Regions from separate parts of the Mus musculus genome. Here region 2 is linked to region 1. The links are chromatin contacts, called in public HiChIP or PLAC-seq maps. All regions are on one chromosome and are shown on one strand. Each heading gives the region's core, a stretch centred on a gene start, on an enhancer-like site or on the middle of the called end of the contact. The rest is flanking DNA. Distances are from core to core; before and after follow the strand shown. Region 1 holds the start of Rad50 (RAD50 double strand break repair protein). Region 2 holds the start of Shroom1 (shroom family member 1).

Region 1 (2,780 bases), core at 224-2,723:
TATCACTGGGTGCGTCCACTGCAGGTGACCATCTTCTCTGCATACTTTCCACTCTAAGGTCCTCTACAATAAGCAACCACTACTTTTAGAATTATAAAAATTTAATTCTTAAAATACAAAACTTTACAGACACCATTACCTTGGGATCATGAACAAATGTATTTCCTTTGGTTCCAGGAGGGAAATCTCCAGTACAAATATACTTTAGACATTCAATGATGGTCTAAAAAAAGAGCAAGTTGTGTGTTATTTAGTGATGAGAACCACAGTAGTTTATGACAAATATTCATTCACAGCCAGGTGTGGAGGTGTGTATCTACAATTCTAGCATTTGGTGGACAAGAAGATCAGGTCAGCCTAAGCTATGTGGGATGCTGTGTCCAAAATAAATAAATTAAATAATAGCAAAAAATATGTATACATGTAGCTAGTGATTATAAGCGCTTTATTATGTCTTCCTTCCAGGAGATCAAGGCTAAGAACAGACCTGGTACAATGTCAAGTAACATTTCCACATAAAAGTCCACCTCCTGACATTCAACATCCAAGTTGGTATTTCTGGCTATCTTGCAACTTATTGTGTAGATCAAACTGGCCTCAAACTCATAGAAATGGGCATGTCTCTGCCAATCTAGGATTAAACGAGTGTGTCACAACGCATTGCCCAAATCTTCAGAAGTAATAAAATAATTTTCCAGCGTTAGGGCTACTCTATCAGCTTCATGTCCACAATAAGTCTTTTTTTTTCCATCGTTATGTTTTACCAGTAGACATGTTTTGCAACTCTAGGTTACCTATCTCTCATATTTAAAAAAAAAGCTTTTTGGAGGGGCTTTTGGGAGGTCCCAGTTGGGCACAGGTAGGTGGCGAGAGTCTGCTACGCTTCCGGAACTAGGGGGCGGGGCTGGGAAGCAGGGGCGCAGCCGGCCTTCCCCGGGAACGAGATGCCAGAGCGGAGCGCACGCGTGGGCTTCCGACACTCCGAGTTGCTGGGCCGGACCGGCTCTGAGGTCCCCGAGGCCCACGCAGCGCGCAGGGCGACGCCCTAAACACCTTCTGGGGCCCTCGCCTCAGGACTTACCGTCTTCCCCGCCCCATTGGGTCCAACCAAAATTGTGAGGGGGCTGAAGAAAGAGATAATCTGCTTATCTTTATCCTCTATCCCAAAACTTCGCACGCCCAGAATGCTCATCTTTTCGATCCGGGACATGTTTGCACCACGTTCCTTTACTCAGTGCCAGGGGCGAGTTTTAACCTCAAGGCGGAAGCTGGGCAAGCCGGGAAGGAACGCCGCGAGAGGACCCAAAAGTTCCGAACACGCGCTGCGAGCAGGAGCTCCGGTGGCGAGAGCACTTCCGGCCCCGCGGGCTTCGGTTTCCCGGGAGGGCGCGGGCCGGTTAGGGTCTGCACAGCCCAGAAAAGCCAAGCGAGCCAGCAACCGTAAGCTCGCACATTCCCGCCTCGCACGACCTGGGGTCACGTGGGGGCGGGCGCGTACTTGTCCACGCCTCTCGCACGCCCGGGGCATGCCGGGAAGTGGGAGTCCTAAGCAACACGAGCAGGACGAGTAGCTGTTGTCTTTTAGAAGTTGGGCAGGGAGGCAGCTGCCACCTATCACTGTTTGCTTTGACGTTTTGAGATCGGGTCTAGCTCTGTAGGCTCGAACTTGCGATTCTCCTGCCTCAGTCTTCCAAGCGTCGCTATTACAGAGCCTCCTAGCCCATCTTAAGTAGCGAAGACCATACTTTACGTCCACATTTGGATCCCTGGACCGCATGGGTAGGCTGGGGTGCAGTCGGAGACCCCAGTTAGTGGTTTGTTAATGACATCTACTGTACGGACAGTACTGTTTAACAGCGTTTTTCACTGTCACTTTTTATTATTATTATTATTTTTTTTTTTTTTTTTGGTTTTTCACTTTATAGTGGCGAGTAGTTTCTCTTGATCACGTGACTGTGGTGCTGCCATTACAATAGACTGCACTCTTGTATATATTTTTCCTTTAGAATAAATCAGTTTTCATTTCTACTAAGCTGTAAATGTTGCTAGTTAATGCTTACATAGGCTTGTGTTGAGATCCTTGCAGAGCTAATGGTTTTGTGAGCTGGAGAGGTGGCTCAGTGGTTAAGAGCACTTGCTCTTGCAGATTGTCGGGGTTCAATTCCCAGCACCCACATGGTGGCCCCAACCATCTGTAATTCCAGTTCCAGGGGATCTAACACCCTCTTCTGACCTCCCTGAGTTCCAGGCATAGACATGCTGTAATACATGCAGGCAATACACAAAGTATATATGTGTGTGTAGGCTTTTTTTAAAGTTTTGCCACTGAACTATTAGTAACATATACAATGCCTCCACCCTCAGCAGTATTTAAAAGTGCAAAAGGAGTTTAAGACCAAAAGTTTGTGGACCCAAAACCAGATGCTGTTCCAAGACAGGGTTCTTATAAGTAGGAAGAAAGTCCGCTCCTGTCAACAAGGTCACAAGGTAGGAATTAGGTAGAAAGGGGCTGGCTATGGAGGCTCAAACCTGTAATTCCTGCACTCAGGTGAGTGACTGAGGCAGGAGGATGCCTTTCACTGTTAAGTGTGGACTAAGAGTGAGACCCTGTCTCATACAAAAATAAAAGGCTGGCCTGGCGTGCCCAGCCCTGATTCATAGATCAACAGCACAACTCTTGGACCTAGGCTCACAGAACATGTCAGAAGAGGGGGTGAAGAGATTGTAAGAACCAGAGGTCCAGGAAACCTGTGAGATTGTGTCTCCTAGAAATGACAGAA
Region 2 (2,872 bases), core at 120-2,619, 250 kb before region 1:
GACAGACTTTTACAGAGTTGGAGTCACAGAGCTTGCTGACCATGAGACGAATGGGCAGTGGGGCAGTGGGCAAAGTGCTTGCCACTCAAACATGAGGAGCTGAGCTTGGGTCTGCAGTAGCTAAGGGAAAAGCTAGGTGCCACAGCTTACATTGTTACCCAGTGCAGGGGACATGTGGTGTGTGTGTGTGTGTGTGTGTGTGTGTGTGTGTGTGTGTGTGTGTGTGTGTAGGCAGACTCATGGAGTTGGCTGGCCAGCTAGTCTAGCCAAATTGATGACTTCTGTGTGAGACCTTGTTTCAAAAAATAAGGTGTAGAAATGATAGAATAAAATACCCAATAGTATCTGGGCAGTGTTGGCGCACACCTTTGATCCCAACACTTGGGAGGCAGAGACAGGCGGATTTCTGAGTTTGAGGCCAGCCTGGTCTACAAAGTAAGTTCCAGGATAGCCAGGGCTATACAGAGAAACCCTGTCTTGAAAAATCAAAAACGGAAAAAAAAAAAAAAAAGAAAAAGAAAAGAAAAGACCCAATCTCGAGAGGTACACATGCATACACCACACACACAGAGAATGAGGACCAGGTGGCACCGGTCATCTGAGCTGAAAAAAAGACTCCAGCACTCAGGATGTACAGACGGGAGTTTAGGAGTTCAAAGTCTTTACCAAAAGGTGAAGACCCCACTCCTAGTAGCAGATTCGAGCACATAAGTTCAGGGCTCCGTTCGGTGTGGGTCTGGTGGAGGGAGCTATGGGAAGCGAGGAGACAAAGACAGGAGAGGAGAGCCTGTGGAAAGAGTCCAGTAGGTGGCATGGTTTTGGAAATGTGGGTCTGAAGAGCAGAGTTGATCAGGTAGCCAGCCATCTAAAGCACACTCAGAGGGAGAGAGAGCATGAGGCAGGAACTCCAGGCACATCTGTTTTCATCGTGGAGTTTAAGAGAACCGGCCGGGAGAGATGGTCCAGTGGATAAATGTTCATGTCACCAAACCAGATCTTCACAGTTGGAATCTAGTACTCCACAGGGTGGAAGAAAAGTACCGACTTCTCCACAAGGGAGCTTCCCCCATTACTTACTTCCCAAATTATTAAGTAAATAAATAAATGTAATTTTTTTAAAGGTTAAAAGAAGAAGAAGAAAGGAAGGTGAGCCTTTGTTGCCTCCGGGAGGGTTTGACCTCCGCACTGAGGAGCCTGCTGGTCCATAAGTCTTGCCTGCGGATCCGGCAGTGCTTGGAGGATTTCGATCGCCCTCCGGCTCGAGTTCTCTGCGGTGGTTAGAGGTCCAGGGCCGGGGACTAGGGCCACGTACAGAATCGCAAGAGGAAGGGGCGCGGCTCCCGCAGCCCTGCCGCCACTCCAGACTCCGGCCCCTCCTCGGCCGGAGGTGGCGCCTCCCCTGCTGCGGCCGGAGACTGGAGGTGGCGTCGGGAGCTGGAGCCCAGGGCTCGGATGTCACTGAGGGATCGCCGGCGCCCTGAAGTGCGTCTCGGGCTGGAGCCACAGGTACGCAGCGGGACCGGGTGAGGGGACACACAGCGCGTGGTCCACAGATCTGCTTCCCAAAAGGGAGACAAGGACGGGAGGGTCGGGGCGGCGACAGCGGTGGCCGCGAAGCAGCCTGACTGACCGTCATTCTGTCTGGACCTTCCGACCCGGAGTCCAGACCGGCCGCGCCAGTGGAATCGGGCCCCTGCGCACCTTTACTCTCGGCCAGGCCTGGCAGGGGACAGAGCTGTCCAGGTGGCCCAGCTGTTGCAGGGACGCAATGTACACAGTGGCGTCCGTCTCAGGACCCTCTGTTCTTGAGCTTCGATTGCTGGAGAATCCGGGTCCCTCCCAATCCCCCGATCTTCCCGGACCGTGAACCCCACTGAAAAGGCCTAGAAATGCACTGATCAGAGGCCACCCGCTCTCCTAGTGTTCCAAGCGCCTCTTTCCTCACCTCTTTGTGTGGTTCTGCTGCCCCTTGTGGTCCCCAGGGCTTAGCTTTTGCCCTGGGGTATGTGCTGTACCCATGGCAGTGACCATCTTTACCTAGGTGTCATTCACCCTCTGCTTTTTCTACACCTCCTGGAACCTGCGTCTCACAGAGTCTGCCCAAGACCAGCAGAGACTGTATAACCAGCTACTATGTTGTAAAATAGATGTCTCACAGGGGTGCAATGTCACCCATAGCTTTGGAGACTAGAAAAGAGAACCAAGGAGTTTGCCTGAAAGCTCACCCATCAGACCTAGCCTGGAATGCTAGGATTTAAGATCTGAGCATTGAACCCTGAACCTCTGACTCTAAGGAGAGTCAGGGAGTGCAGTTAACAGCCCTCCAGGTACTGAGGGAAGGCTGGAGGCAAGGAAAGGCCTGCACAGGTCCTCACAGGAAGACAGATGGGAGGTGGCCCTTGAGAGGACTGTTTCATTCCCGATTAGCTCGGAGCTTGACTTTTCTCCAGTGCCTCTCCTGTTCCCTGACCTGGACTTACATGTGTTGCCTTGGTCTGGTTTTGCCCACTGAAAATTGTCTTTATCAAATTTCCCAACAAACCTTGCCTGAAGTCCCACGTCTGGTTGCTTGCCTGGGTCCACCTTCACTCGAGATTCAGCCCCCAGTGCCAGCTTCATCCTTCAGGTCTGGTGTTTCCACCCTCAAGAGCCCTAGTTCTGAGCCCCGAGCCCCCTTATTCCTTTGTCAGGTAACAAGTACCTTCCTCCACAGCCAGGATCCCAGCCTATTTTTCTAGCAGACTCTACTGCAATCCCCGCTCCGGGGACAAATGTCAAAATTCTGTGTTGTTTGTCCTGAGGCTCCAAGGCCCTGGTGGCACAGCAAGCCCTACAAAGGGCACAATATGGGAATCCTGCATGGACAGAGACC

The links. HiChIP or PLAC-seq counts read pairs in DNA pulled down with a chosen protein or histone mark.
Region 2: a contact with region 1 is called in a FOXA1 HiChIP or PLAC-seq map of pancreatic cancer cells. The contact joins the promoter of Shroom1 here to the promoter of Rad50 in region 1. A contact is called at or near these places in 15 of 39 promoter capture datasets (the C10 cell line, the HPC-7 cell line, the SN4741 cell line and 10 more), 7 of 484 Hi-C or Micro-C datasets (the C2C12 cell line, the N1E-115 cell line, bone marrow-derived macrophages and 1 more), 27 of 115 datasets of contacts at active chromatin or transcription factors (the 230-238 cell line, the NIH/3T3 cell line, the SCID.adh cell line and 19 more) and 4 of 9 other capture datasets (adipose tissue, embryonic stem cells, liver and 1 more).

Annotation. Positions count from the first base shown.
Region 1 is chr11:53,705,846-53,708,625 of GRCm38.p6, forward strand. Rad50 (RAD50 double strand break repair protein) reads right to left here and starts at 1,474. Exons shown (of 25, transcript NM_009012.2): 1 at 1,082-1,474; 2 at 140-223. The coding sequence starts at 1,210.
Region 2 is chr11:53,455,836-53,458,707 of GRCm38.p6, forward strand. It overlaps Shroom1 (shroom family member 1), which reads left to right and starts at 1,370. Exons shown (of 8, transcript NM_027917.3): 1 at 1,370-1,506.